Regions from separate parts of the Mus musculus genome. Here regions 1 and 3 are each linked to region 2. A link is a contact called in public Hi-C data. All regions are on one chromosome and are shown on one strand. The core of a region is the stretch at or near the end of the contact, and the rest is flanking DNA. Distances in the headings are between cores, read along the strand shown.

Region 1 (4,286 bases), core at 781-3,280, 150 kb before region 2:
TACTGGTCCCCGCATTTGCAATGAAGGACTTCACAGACTGAGATTTCTTTTCCTTCTTCCCAGCTTGGGTTTTAAGTAAAACAATTAATTAAATGAGCTAACGGGATTTCTTTCTCTCTGGTGTCTGATCCCACGCAGCACTTGAGGACAGTTGTTTCCTTAGCTGGCAATGACTCGGCAGAGGAAAGGGATTGCCGCTTTTGCTGCTGCTGCTGCGGCTGCTGCTGCTGGGAATCAGATCCAAGTCCTCTGCCAGGGGCAAAACCAAATGCCTCAGTGGTCCCCAGAGCACACCTTTGCCCATTACACAACGGCAGCAAGGAGGAAGCAAGCAGGCAGCTGACTAGACTTCCAGCTACTCTGTCAGAATCAATCTAGTTTCCACTGCAGGGATTAATCTAACATGCTGAGAGACGGCGCGGGCTTTCCCCTTTAGCCAATATGAAGCCATCACTAAGCCATACTCTTTACTTTTATTTATTTATTTTTATTTTTTATTTTTTAATGGTTTTTCGAGACAGGGTTTCTCTGTATAGCCCTGGCTGGTCTGGAACTCACTTTGTAGACCAGGCTGGCTTCGAACTCAGAAATCCACCTGCCTCTGCCTCCCAAGTGCTGGGATTAAATGCGTGCACCACCACACCCGGCTTTTACTTTTATTATAAGTGATTACACATAAGGCATTGCATAAACATGCTTGGTTAGTGGTTACATTGCAATCCAGCAGTAGTATGATGCAGATATTCAGTGTCTTAATAATTGAACTGGAAAATTATAAAAGTGGGCTTCAGGAGGAGGCCAAAGTGAACTACAGTGACTCATCGCCAGGGCCATCCTGACCTGAGCCTTCACTGAGATGTGCTCTTGACAAGAGAATGGTGCAGAGAATGACAAGATGTTTCCCTTCACAGGGTTCCACTAGTGAGGAGCCACAAAGAGCAGAAAACTAAGATACCAGCCGATCTTCTTTTGGAAACTGTGCTGAGATCAGAATGCACAAGCATACTTGCGATGTACCTACCAGTCACTGCTCTCGCTTACTGGCCACTCCTCCAGCTCCAGGCACTGCTCCAGATTATTCCTTTTATCCCCCGTGAACATCTTATAATGTCCCAATTCTCATGTCAGGGATGAAAAGACCAAGGAGCGGAAAAGGTTACATAACTTGCCGCCTCTCACGGTTGGTGGGCTGGAAAGGAACTCCCTGCTCTCCGACTGCACTCTGAGTGACGCATCGTCTCTACTTGACATTTTGGGGCTCTGTCCCAAGTACTCTGTAGGGTCCTAACAAAATGGTTCACATATTTTCCTGATGTTTCACACAGCTAATTACACAACCAATTAGTTTCCCAACCAAAAGATAGCATCTACGGTTTCTGCCTCTACTTCAGTCTGCTTAAGTTCATGGTAGAGATGAAAATGAAATCGGCCCCCAGCCTACATGTTTATCATCTTTTGGAGGTTCTCACAGGACAGATTTCCTGCTTAAAAACCTTTTAGCCAGACTGCTGCTTCTTGTTTTGACAGTCCAATCTTATTAGATCATGTTCTAGCACAATGCGGGCCTTGCTCAATACTCTGAAATTTCAGACCTACCAAAGCTATGAGCAACTTTTTGATTGAGAAGTCCACGACCTCATGTGAAACCAGAGTCATGGGAATTGGAAGAAATGCACAAAACCCCTGCGATGGTAAAGTGAAATATGACAACGGTGGAGTGACGTGACCCACAGTTCCAGGAGACATGCTTCCTCACGGTCATGACTACATGACAGCGTCTCTAAGGACTCCATGTGCTGGCCTGCTTTCAGCAGTGTTCAAATCGCCCTCACGTGGTTGGCAGGTGGCCAGAGAATAATGAGGTGGTAGGAAAAGGGCAGATTTTGCCAACGGAGGTTAGGTAGTCTAAATGGAACCAAGAGAGGGGCTGGCCATACAACGGGTGAGAAAAGGGTGTGTAAGGGGTGGGGGCAAACGGCTTACTGATGCAGTGATTTGCAAAGACTTGTTCACATTACCTCTGTACTATGGACTCATGACTCAGTTTTCAAGCCAGTGGAAGCCAAACAGGTATCTCGTTTCCCCTCTGCAGCTCCACACTCCCTTCCCCACAGACAGCCTAGCTTCAAACCTATGAGCAGCCAAAAGGGGACAACTAAGGATATGTTTAGCATGTACACTGCTGGGAACCATGGGGCAGAGGGAGAAGAGCTGTGACACAGAAACACCAGCAGGTAGGGATCGTCTTCAACTGTGTGACTTTACAAGAGGATTGATCAAAGAATGCTGCCCTTAGGAATTATATCTTAAAGCACACTGTAGGCCTGAGACTCAGTATTTGGCAACTTGTTAAAATTAGGTCAGGAGTGTGATGAGGAGAATTTGTACTTTTCACTTTTATTGTAGAGAAAATGGCACAGGACTCTGTAGGAACACTGTTAAACCTGCATCCAGGAAGTAGGCCAGGCTGAAGCTACGTCAAGGTAGAAGGGTCAATGAGGGACCTCCATGTCACTGAGGCAGACAGCCTCTACACGGCAGCCTGTGCTGTCAGAGACAGTACTAAAAGAAGCTGGAAATGCTGATTCTGATGGGAACCCTTCTAACTGGTGTATGTTGCAACCGAAGATACATGTGTATACAACTCCCCTGGCCAACCCAAACACATCTGTGGCTGGAACCAGCACACTGAGAGCTGGTGTCTGACCTTGGTGACCACAGTGATGACTCTTAACCCTTACAGCACAGAGAGGAAACAAGCGCTGGCTTGTCTTCCATAAAGTCACTTACACCGCTGCCTGGTCAAAAGACTCTTTGTAAGTCCAGCCTGTGGGACCTGCAGAGAGGTCCAAGAAGGCCATGGGCCTCCTTCACTAACAATGCCAAGCCTGTCGCTGTTGAGAGAGGGAGGTATTCTGAGGTCTTTGGGAGAATTTAGAAAGGTGTCAGTCAGGAAGATGAGGTGTTTGGTGGCTTCATACTGAGTTATGACCACCTGCTCTGAGCTCTCTAACTGCTTATTTAAAACTGCAGGGTTTGTTTCTTGTTGCCATGAGTGCCAAAGGAGCCCAACAGACATGTCATATAGGGCTGTCAACTGGCAGCTCAAAAGGTCTCCTGGAAAATTTCATTCGGCTACAAAGAGAAGACTGCATCCCCCTATGATCAGACACTTTAGCATCCAAGTCTGGATGCTTGCTTGCCCACTGTGCCTATGATAAACCAGACATTTTTCTACGTCGTGCTTCCAAAGCCCTATCTCCTGGCTGTCAGACTTCTTTTTCTTTTTTAAAGTCATTTTCATTTATGCGTATGTATCTGTCTGAATGTATTCAGATGCCTGTAGAGGCCAGAAAAGGGTGTCAGATGCCCCAGAGTTGCAGTTACAGACCATCTGATATCAGTGCTGGAAACTGAACTCAGCTTTGCAAGAGCAGCAAGAGTGCTTTTAACTGCTGAGCTATCGCTTCAGTCCCCAAGAGTGGCAGGCTTTGAAATCGACCATACTGTGTGGTGTGGGACAAGAAGGTGCTGTGTGTCTCTAATGCACAAGCGTGTGTGTGTGTGTGAGTGTGAGAGAGAGAGAGAGAGAGTGTGTGTGTGTGTGTGTGTGAGAGAGAGAGAGAGAGTGTGTGTGTGTGTGTGTGAGAGAGTGTGTGTGTGTGTGTGTGTGAGAGAGAGAGAGAGAGAGAGAGAGAGAGAGAGAGAGAGAGAGAGAGAGAATATGAAGGTATTGCTATATAGCTCAGGTTGGCCTAGAATTCACCATCCTGGTCCTGCCACTTGAGCCCTGTGATTACAGGTGTGTGTCACCAAGCAGGGGCCTTCATTTTAAAAAGGAGAGAGCTTCTTTTCTCTGGCATGGAAGTAATGGATTAGGTGCTCACAAAGTGGAGCTAGATGTTACACTCTTCTCTTCATGTTAGGTGAGAGCTGGCTTGGAGGGATCTGTGCTGGGCTGGGAAATGAGCCCTCACCAACAGATGCTGCTTTGTTAAGAGCCCTGTCTTGTGTACGCCAAGAATGGTGTTTGTCCTCACCAGGCCCTGTGGACTGTAGGCACTATTAACACCTCACTTGTAGAGGGCTGACGCACTGAGGCTAAGTGTGCTGTCCAGCACCCTACAGTGACTAGCACAGCAAGAATTCAAACCCCAGCGCCTCTGTTCGTCTATGAATTTTCCTTTCTTTCTAATTTTTTCTTTGTTTGTCTGTTTTTCTGAGAAGGATTTCCCTGTATGGCCTTGGCTGTCTTGGACTCACTCTAGATCAGGTTGGTCTCAAAC
Region 2 (4,162 bases), core at 1,440-3,939:
TAAAGAGCCTCAAGAGAAGGCACAAGAAGGCCTATTCTTTTACACACTCAGGCCTCCCATAAAAGCCCTCAACTGAAAGCTATTATATATATAACGCAGAGAACTTGGTGCAGACCCATGTAGGCGCTGTGACTGCTGCTTCAGTCTCTCAGAGTTCCTATGAGCCTTGCTCAGTTGTTTTAAAGGGCCTTGTTCTCCTGGTATCCTGTGTACTGTCTCCCCCACTCCTTCAGTCTCCTCTTTGGCAGGATTTCCTGAGCTCTGAGGGGAAGGATTTGATGAAGACATCTTGTTTAAAGCTGTGTGTTCCAAGGTCTTAGAAAAAAACAATTTAAAGAATTCCAACTAAACAAAAACACTACTCATGTATGTAGTAAAGACACCTAGCAAACACTGCCAGAGCCAAGTGGTGTAGGGTAGCATGCTGAGTCCCTCACGGAATGTGATTAGGAGTTTGGCTTCTGTCATCTTCTTCTAAAAACATAAAATTGCCCTTAACTCATAAGAAAAACATTAAACTCCAACTGAGGGACATTTCACACAAAGTCAAACTTTTTTTTTTTAAGGGAAAAGAAAAAGGTTATACAACTCAAGAAGTGACTAAATGCAATGTGGCAGCCAGGACTGCATCCTGGACAATGTATTGAAAAGGGACACTGGGGCTGGAGAGATGGCTCAGAGGTTAAGAGCACCAACGGCTCTTCCAGAGGTCCTGAGTTCAAATTCCAGCAACCACATGGTGGCTCACAACCATCTGTAATGGAATCTGATGCCCTCTTCTGGTGTGTCTGAAGACAGCTGCAGTGTACTCATACAAATAAAATAAATATAAAAAAAAGAAAAAGGGCCACTGAAAAAATGTTACTAAAACAGAAGTTTAGTCTGCAATAACACACCAATGTTTTATGTAGCTTTGATAAATGTACTATGCACTAAGGTCTGAGCAAGTAAGGGCAGTGGGTAGAGACATTTGGGAACTCTCATTCCAAGTGTTTGTAAGTCTATTATTATTCCAAAATTTAAAAAGGATACTTTCTAAAAGAACAGTCTGCAAAATGGGACAAAAGAGACTGCAAAAAAAAAATCTGTTATTTAGTGTAATTTTGTTTGCATGTAAATAAGACACTGGTTAGAGAGCACCCAGTGACTTAAAACTAAGTACTCAGCAGAATACCAATGAAACACACACACATGTAGCCAGTCTCTGCCCAGGGCCGCCTTTAAAGTGAGGAGCTTAATACAGCAGAGTAGCATGTGTCTGTACTCCAGCCAGGTAGCTGAGAAAGAAGATCACTTGAGCCTACGTAGCTTTGGAGGCTAACCTGGGCAACACAGCAAGACCATAGTTCAAAGTAAACCCTAAACAACAAAGGAAATAACTGTCTCAAACCCAGAATAACCACAAAAAGGCAGTCACTTCAAGTCTTCACATGCAGGAAAAAGCAAGCTCTAAGAGATGAAGCAATCATCTAGGCTAATAGAGAATTTGCATTTTAATTCACGGATGTATTTTTGTACAAAGTCAATTCTGACCCTAAGGCTCTACAGGATCCATCTTTTCAAATGCTCAAATAATTACAGCAAAAACAAAGCAACTGACCAATATGAATATTATGTACCAGCTCTGTAAAGAGCATTTTAGATACATTCCTTAATACTTTACAGCAACTCCAAATACGGCAGGTGTTAGGGAGATGTGGATGGGTGGATGGTTAAGGACCCTACAAGACATTCACTGCTATTTTACATCATCACTACTTATAAAGGAAAATAACCTGAAAGTTAAAGTCACAATGATACTAAAGTGGGCAGCCAGTGCATGATTCTGTAGTTCTGAAAGCCCAACATTACCCCATCCAGACAACCAAAGGATTATGTTCCCTCTGGGGACAGAGGAGGACCCCTCTCTTCATCTCACCTGGCCTCTCCTGCATCTTGGACAAAGTTCATCTCCAAAGAAAAGTGCTGAAGCTTTCACCACTGGTGGTGGCAACAGCCTGGAAAGGCCTCAGCTGAAGTTAATCTTCACCCTGAAGCACTTGCAGCTCCCTGAATGTGTCAGGTTCTAGGGAGCAAGTCATTTCTCACTCATTCTGAACATCTTGGGAGCAAAGGTGCCATGTGCCCTTCTGTCCCAGTCCATCTTTACAAGGATGCTTATGTAAGAGCAAGATCTCACAAGACTAAGATGGCGTCTACTTCCAAAAACTGGACCCCTGAGCCTGAGGTTCCTTAGTTGTGACCTCAACCCTCCTGGGCTCTCCCATATCAGCTCCAGAAACCATGAGGCATGGAGACAGGAAGGTAAACCAGAACAGGCATACTATCTGAGGTATAACAACAAAAGCTGCTGTCTTTGACTTAGGGGTTTCCTACCTCTCAAGCAGCCATGAAGCTTACAGGCAGGTTTGTCAGCTTTCATATCAGGACAAATACTCATCAATCTTTTCCAGTCTGTTTCTAGTACATGAAACAGCTACTCACCTTTAACCTGCAACAGCCCATGTGAAGCCTGTCCTGAAGGCTCTCTCATCTACAATTCCCACCAACTCCAGGGTTCCACATGGTTGCTGGGAAAAGGTTTTCATCACAGCACCTTTAGAGAACTAGTCATCAAATGAGTCCCAGCTCAAAACTCATACTCAGCACACATGAATAGGACTGCTTCAAGCTTGATGCTAAGCTCTATCAGGGGAAGGCATACCACGAAAACAGCAAATCCACACAGCTGGACTCCCGCAAGATCACAACCTTGCATACTTCAATGAACACTATCAAGAAAGTAAAATGCAGCACACAATAGGAAAAATACCAGCAGATCATGTCTTATATCAGACTTTTCTCTAGAATATATAAAGAACTTAGACACTGGATTTAAAAGTGCACAGGATATGAATAGGCACTTCTCCAGAGATTTCTCTAAGAGCCCAAAAGCATATGACATCATTACATAAATGCCAACTGAAACCATGCTGAGATACTAACGTGAGAATGGATGCTGAGCAGCACAATTAATAGTTACATTTGCTGCTGTGCTACACACAGCACCATGTGACCAAAAGCTTATCTGGGCTCTGGTCCCAGAGGATTTGAATCCATCTCGGCTGGGAGGCATGACATCAGGGAGCCACCTGCAAGCATGGTGCCAAGAAGGTGAGAGCTCACATTGCAAGAGAGAAGTAGAGAAAGCAAACTGGAAGCAGGGATAGGCTATAAAATCTGGAAGCCCTGAGACATCCATCCTCCAGCAAGACTGCACCTCCTAAACCTCTCCAAACAGCACCACCTACTGGGGACCAAGTAATGCAAATACCTGAGCCTAGTGAGGGCATTCCTCGTTCAAAGCACAAGCATCCAAGAATAATTTAGTAATATTAACAACCCAGGGTCCACCAACTGGTAGATCTACAAAATGTGGTATAGCTACATACTACATAATGGAGTATTATTAAACTATAAAAATAAATGAAGTGCTAACTGATTAAATGCTGATGGATCTAACAACACAGATGAACCTTGCTTGAAAACAAGAACACTCCAACCACAAAAAACCACATTTTATATAAAATTCACTTCTATATGAAATGTCTGAAACAGGTAACTCCACAGCTATAGAGCCATAGTAGATCAGTGGCTCCTGGAGAGACTGGCGTGCAATGCTAAAGGACGCAGGGTCTGCTTCCTTTCTTTTCCCTTCCTCACTTCCTTTCTTGTTGGTCTCCTCTCCTCTCATCACTATACAGCCCAGGCTGTCCTTGAACTCACAATACTCCTGCCTCAGTCTCTTGAGTAATGAAATTATAAGTATATAATATCACACCTTGCCAGGGGTTGTGGTTTTGAAATGATTGTGGTAACGGTTATGTGTATCCATGAATATAATTTTAAAAACCCCACTACATTATACATTTTACATGGGTAGATAATAAAATGGACAAATTACAAAAACGAAAAGGCTAATGGACTGTTAGATGGCTGGAGGAAAGACTAAAGGAAAAATAGACTGATATGGTGGTTTGAGTAGGAATGGCCCCATACGAAAAGATCTTTACCAGTCCTAATTCACATAGGGGGCTAATATCCAATATATATAAAGAACCCAAGAAGTTGGACTCCAGAAAACCAAATAACCCTTATTAAAAATGGGGTACAGAGCTAAACA
Region 3 (4,772 bases), core at 940-3,439, 170 kb before region 2:
AATTGTTTTCTACCAATTACATGATTAGTGATTCACACTAAGTCACAGTTTATCAACAGTGGGTATCCCATGTCACTGGAAAGGAAAGGGTAAACAGACAGGATATGGGGTTGTCACATGGGACATTTCCAGACACAATGGCTACAAAGTACTAGTTTGGGGAGAGGAGACTCATTCCCATCATTCCCAGGTGACGAATATTCACTCGTCCACACACTGGGCAGCACAATGCCACACACGGCAAAGGGACGTGAGGCCAATCCTTGTGGCCAGCTTTGGCCATGTCACCTCTGCACCATCAAGACCTCAGGCTCCCTGGTTCTCAGACGCTGGCCCTGGTCTGTTCACAGCTTCTGGCTCTGTCCCTGTCAAGTCTTCCTTACTGCTCTCCAGTCTAGCCGAGGCAGTAGGGGCATGGAAGCCATGGTTCAGAGTCAGGCCTGGGAAAATCCTACCTGTTCCCTGCCCATCTCTGCACTCCGTGCCCCTTTTCTTCATGTGTAAGTGGGATGCTTAATTGGCAGGTCTACTGAAAAGATTTAAACTAATTTATAACTTAATGAATGACTGACCAATGTAGTCAGCACAGCTAAGTCCTTCTTCTCCCCCTCTTCCTTGGATTCTAGGATACGAGATGTGTTTACTGTGCTTCCTGCCTAAAAGCCTCCTTTCTCATCTTTAAAAAAAATTAATGATCCATTCTTACAGGACCCTGGGCCCTGCCAGACTTAATTCCCCTGCTCTCCCTCCAGTGCAAGGCTGGCATGATAGCACACAGCTTCCCGGAGTTTTCGATCTTTCCATTCCTAGCTGTATCCTCTCACATCCGTGATCTACCATCTTATTCCAGTGCCCGATGCACACAGGCCTGTGGCAGATTTTGTGAGACCCTAGGTCACAGGATGCTGTGCTATCATCTATTGAGAGGACACATCAACATATTAATCTGCTTTTACCTTTCATCTTTTGTTGGGCATTGCAACGTTAAACACTCCAACTCACCAGTAAAGCTTATTATGTGACATCTTTCTTCTTGAGGAGCCTTCCTTTTTTCTAACTCGATGGGTCATGTCACCAGGTCAATCACTGCCAAGTAAGTAACTTCCGGTCAATTTGTTCTTCCTTAAGCATCGGTGAGGCAATGGCAAAAACTTGCATTATTTTCTTGCTCTTTCTAATCAGAAATGTATGACCCCACCCACAGCTACCATTTTATCCCCTTTTGTTTGCAGGCCTAGATAGAAGCTTTCGGTGATCTCCTATGGCTCTCCCTAACATTCCCCCTCAATACCCTGAGAGAGGCCTCAAGGAAGGAACCAACAAGTATGAACTCTGTCTCCCGAACGCCCTGTGCTTTTAAGAAAGCCACCCAAGTCTGAGTGGGCATTCACTGGCACAGGAACACTGGCTTGGAGGAAAACACCTGTCTGAAAAGCTGTTCTAAGGAAAAAGACATTTTATGCAATATGCTAGACATGGCATGAAATGGCTGTTCAGGAATGGTGGCAGTGACTTTAACCCCCCTGAACCACTTTCGACCACCTAGTCATGTCAGTAAGACCCATGAGAATGCTGTCGTTGGCAACTGTTTGGTGACTTCTGGCCTCTTCAGATTCCTACTCTGACTCCTCCCCACCCATCCACCCCCCACCCCCGTGCTCTAAATCAGTTATACACACTGCTTTATAACAGGTTAATGCATTTTTTTTCTTCTTTTGTACACCACTCTTCTCAAACATATGCCCATGGTCACTGTGCTTTGGACTGGCTTCTCAGACCTCATTTCCAGATGTCCTTGAAATGACAACTCTTAATGAAAGCCTTCCTGATTGAATAGAGGAAACTCCCTTGAGGAAACCAATTCTGTTCTGCTGTGTCCTGCCATCTGCTCCTGAATTCCCATGTGATCTGAGTGAGGTACTTCCCTTCTCTATATTAACTGGGCAGGCAGGATACATTCAAGCTTTTCCTAGCCGAGAGACTAGATTGTTGGTGCTAAAATATGTGGCTTCCATGCCTTTTCTTGCCCTGAGAGAAACTCATGAGCCTTTGGCTTTCCTTGATGTCCTCAAGGGCTGAGCCCATTATCTCAGTAAGTCCCTAGCACAGCACAACACACTGCTGCCCAGGACTAATGTGTGCATTTAGACAACAATGATCAAAGCACCTCCAGCGAGGCACCGACAGCTGCCACTAGATGACTCAGACCTCTCTGAAAAATGGCTTAATTTAGCAGCCTTTCAGTTGTCTGCAGAACAGACTGTGAGTAAAGGACACGGTGAACAGAACAGAACATCTTTTAACTAGCTTGACCCCACAGTGGCCCTTTAAGGTCAGGCAGCTCTCGATAGCACAGAGAGAGAAGCGTTTGCCTCTGCTCTTCAGCCAGTAGAGAACCAGGGGCTGGGATAACCTGGGAAGACCCTGTACTGGCCGAGTGTCTTCTGAACCTAAGGCTGGCCTTGGTCACTGACTAGCCCTGGGAGTGACTCAGGGAATTGCTTTCTCTTCCTGGGCCTGGAAAACGGCTGTGGCAATGCTCCCTAAACCTGGCAAACTAAACTACAAAGACGCCTCGGTCCCCTACTCCTAGGGCTTTGACTCTGATGGCCTGGCATGGGCACAGGATGATGTGTTTCCTGTATGGTTCCCTCTCAGGAGCAAGTGCTGCTGGCAGCAGTGTGTAGGATACTGGATTCTCCACCTGGTGCTCCCCTCAGACAATCCTGTCTCTTCCAAGGTCCCAAACCAATTAGATGACATGGTCTTCCGCCCTTCCTCTTCCCTTCTCTCTTTAGAACCAAACTGGACTGTTTCCAAGTACACTGCATGGTAGCTCACCACATTCATGAGAACTCAAAAGAAATTTTGAAATCAAGGACTGGTTCGTAAGACTCAAGGGTTCACTGAAGAGGCAATCTCCTTTTGACAGAAACCCAAGCTCAAGTGCAGCAAGCAGCTCCTTCCTGAACACCCATTACTTACCAACCAGGAACACAGAAGGCACAGGCCAGGCAGAGGCCTGCTCTCCAGCACATGGGGATTCTTCTAAAATGGGCACGGTGGCTGCATGTGGCAGAGTGAGGGGGCAAGAGGACTGCTGTGGGTTTGAGGCCAGGGTGGGCTACACAGAAAGTACCCGGTCAGCCAAGATTACATAGCAAGACCCGATCTGAGACAAAAACAGGACCGGTGAGATGTTCAGCAGATAAAGATACCTGCACCAAGCTTGGTGAACTATGTTTGAACCATAGGACTCCAAGTTTGGAGGAGACAACGGAACCCTACATGCTGTCTTCTAAACTCCTGTATGTAACACAGCATGCACAAGCCTCCCACGATAAAGAGTAAATGCAAAACCAGCCAACTAACCAACAGCGAAACACTACCTGTTCATCTGGATTCTCTTATCAAGAGCTTAACTATTCAGTGAAAGTCTAATCAGACTAAGAACCTGTTCTGTAATGCGAGCTATGATGCACTGAAAGCCAGCACTCTGCTATGCATAGTCTGCAAATTATCTAATTTAATGGAGACAACGCTGATGCTAGTGCTTTCTCTCATGTTTTTTTGAAAACTGGAAACCTCAGAGCAGGCCAAAGCTAAGCATATTTAATTCTACAAACCATACAATCCTATTACTGTGACCTTAATAGCGGATAGACTTATGGTAGATATTTCTAGGATATCTGTGAATATGAAGGCTTATATCAAATCTGCCAATTTTCTAAGCATATATAAAGTGGAGACAGAAACATACCCTTTCCAGACATATCAAGTTGCTTTACTTAGGAGAATGTAGACACACTGGACAAGACACTAAACTGCAGACTCTAGATAACTTCCTCCTCTGTGTGACCTTGCAGTTAGTTTTATATCTATTGTTGGGGAAATTAAGCAGATTAAGTCCACACAGCAGCTTTGGTCTTCTCAATAAAGTCTGCAACTCTGATTTGTCCCAGAGCTGCAGCTGACTGGAGCTTAGAAGCAGCCGAGTCTGGATTTCCTGTGTGCCGCTCTAACCTTGGCTCTTCCACCCTATACATGCAATCACACGGCTAGTGATTGGAACTGGAGATGAAACAAGCTTGTCTCAAGTTCTTTGCAAAAAGATTTGGGCTGGAAAACAATGAAATGACTTCTAGTATCACACTCTGATGTTGGAGGTACTGCCCCAAAGTGTGTTGGGCAGTTCCAATTAACAGGAAAATACAGATCAAGATGGTTAGTTGTTAAAAATCTAGAACATAGTTTTAAAATCACAAGCCGGGCATGGTGGCGCACGCCTTTAATCCTAGGCAGAGGCAGGAGGCCAGCCTGGTCTACAAAGTGAGTTCCAGGACAGCCAGGGCTACACAGAGAAACCCTGTCTCGGGGTGGGGTGGGGGTTGGGGGGTGGGAACAATAAAATCACAGCGGGGAAGAATGCCTATTTTCTTTCTCACGATGCTTTCCTGCCTTGTGTGGCTGCTCTGTCTATGGCACAGTACTTGACATTGACAGTGTTTTACAATCTTTGTATTATCTACTCTTTCCCATATGCCACGAGTAAGGACCTGGGGACAGATAATCACTTGGCAGGTAGGGAAATGGCCACAGGAGTCTACCAAACTGCTCAATGCTATGTTTTCTTCCCGAATGCATGGCTGTACTTCCACAGTGCATGGCACAAACACAGGAGCCTAATGTGTAAAGGGAACAGGTGGACTTTTTTGCTTTTTAGTGGACTTGGCATTATATTCAAACTGAAAAAGCTGCGGTCACCTAGTGCT

Evidence for each region. Hi-C and Micro-C count contacts between places; a contact is called where the count stands out from the background.
Region 1: a Hi-C map of liver shows a contact between it and region 2, with 4 times the contacts expected there. The contact joins two enhancer-like sites. A contact is called at or near these places in 1 of 15 datasets of contacts at CTCF or cohesin (the NIH/3T3 cell line), 36 of 484 Hi-C or Micro-C datasets (the 3T3-L1 cell line, the AML12 cell line, the C3H10T1/2 cell line and 24 more) and 6 of 115 datasets of contacts at active chromatin or transcription factors (embryonic fibroblasts, fibro-adipogenic progenitors, intestinal villus epithelium and 3 more).
Region 3: a contact with region 2 is called in a Hi-C map of the N1E-115 cell line, with 4 times the contacts expected there. The contact joins two enhancer-like sites. A contact is called at or near these places in 1 of 39 promoter capture datasets (the C10 cell line), 2 of 15 datasets of contacts at CTCF or cohesin (the NIH/3T3 cell line and large pre-B cells), 17 of 484 Hi-C or Micro-C datasets (3T3-L1-derived adipocytes, the C10 cell line, the C2C12 cell line and 12 more) and 8 of 115 datasets of contacts at active chromatin or transcription factors (T-cell acute lymphoblastic leukemia, differentiating embryonic stem cells, embryonic fibroblasts and 5 more).

What each region holds. Positions count from the first base shown.
Region 1 is chr15:59,547,530-59,551,815 of GRCm38.p6, reverse strand. The region is part of intron 4 of Nsmce2 (NSE2/MMS21 homolog, SMC5-SMC6 complex SUMO ligase); the gene reads right to left. Among named protein-coding and RNA genes, the nearest start is that of Gm36677, 69 kb to the left of the region's middle. Within about 2 kb of position 2,030, at least 99 of the 459 cell types and tissues checked have an H3K27ac peak or open chromatin away from gene starts, as enhancers often do. A contact at or near this core is called in the N1E-115 cell line, liver and pancreatic cancer cells, where this site is marked.
Region 2 is chr15:59,396,513-59,400,674 of GRCm38.p6, reverse strand. The region is part of intron 2 of Nsmce2 (NSE2/MMS21 homolog, SMC5-SMC6 complex SUMO ligase); the gene reads right to left. Among named protein-coding and RNA genes, the nearest start is that of Nsmce2, 24 kb to the right of the region's middle. Within about 2 kb of position 2,689, at least 47 of the 459 cell types and tissues checked have an H3K27ac peak or open chromatin away from gene starts, as enhancers often do. A contact at or near this core is called in the C2C12 cell line, the N1E-115 cell line, bone marrow-derived macrophages and 4 more, where this site is marked.
Region 3 is chr15:59,565,123-59,569,894 of GRCm38.p6, reverse strand. The region is part of intron 4 of Nsmce2 (NSE2/MMS21 homolog, SMC5-SMC6 complex SUMO ligase); the gene reads right to left. Among named protein-coding and RNA genes, the nearest start is that of Gm36677, 51 kb to the left of the region's middle. Within about 2 kb of position 2,189, at least 89 of the 459 cell types and tissues checked have an H3K27ac peak or open chromatin away from gene starts, as enhancers often do. A contact at or near this core is called in the C2C12 cell line, the N1E-115 cell line, bone marrow-derived macrophages and 3 more, where this site is marked.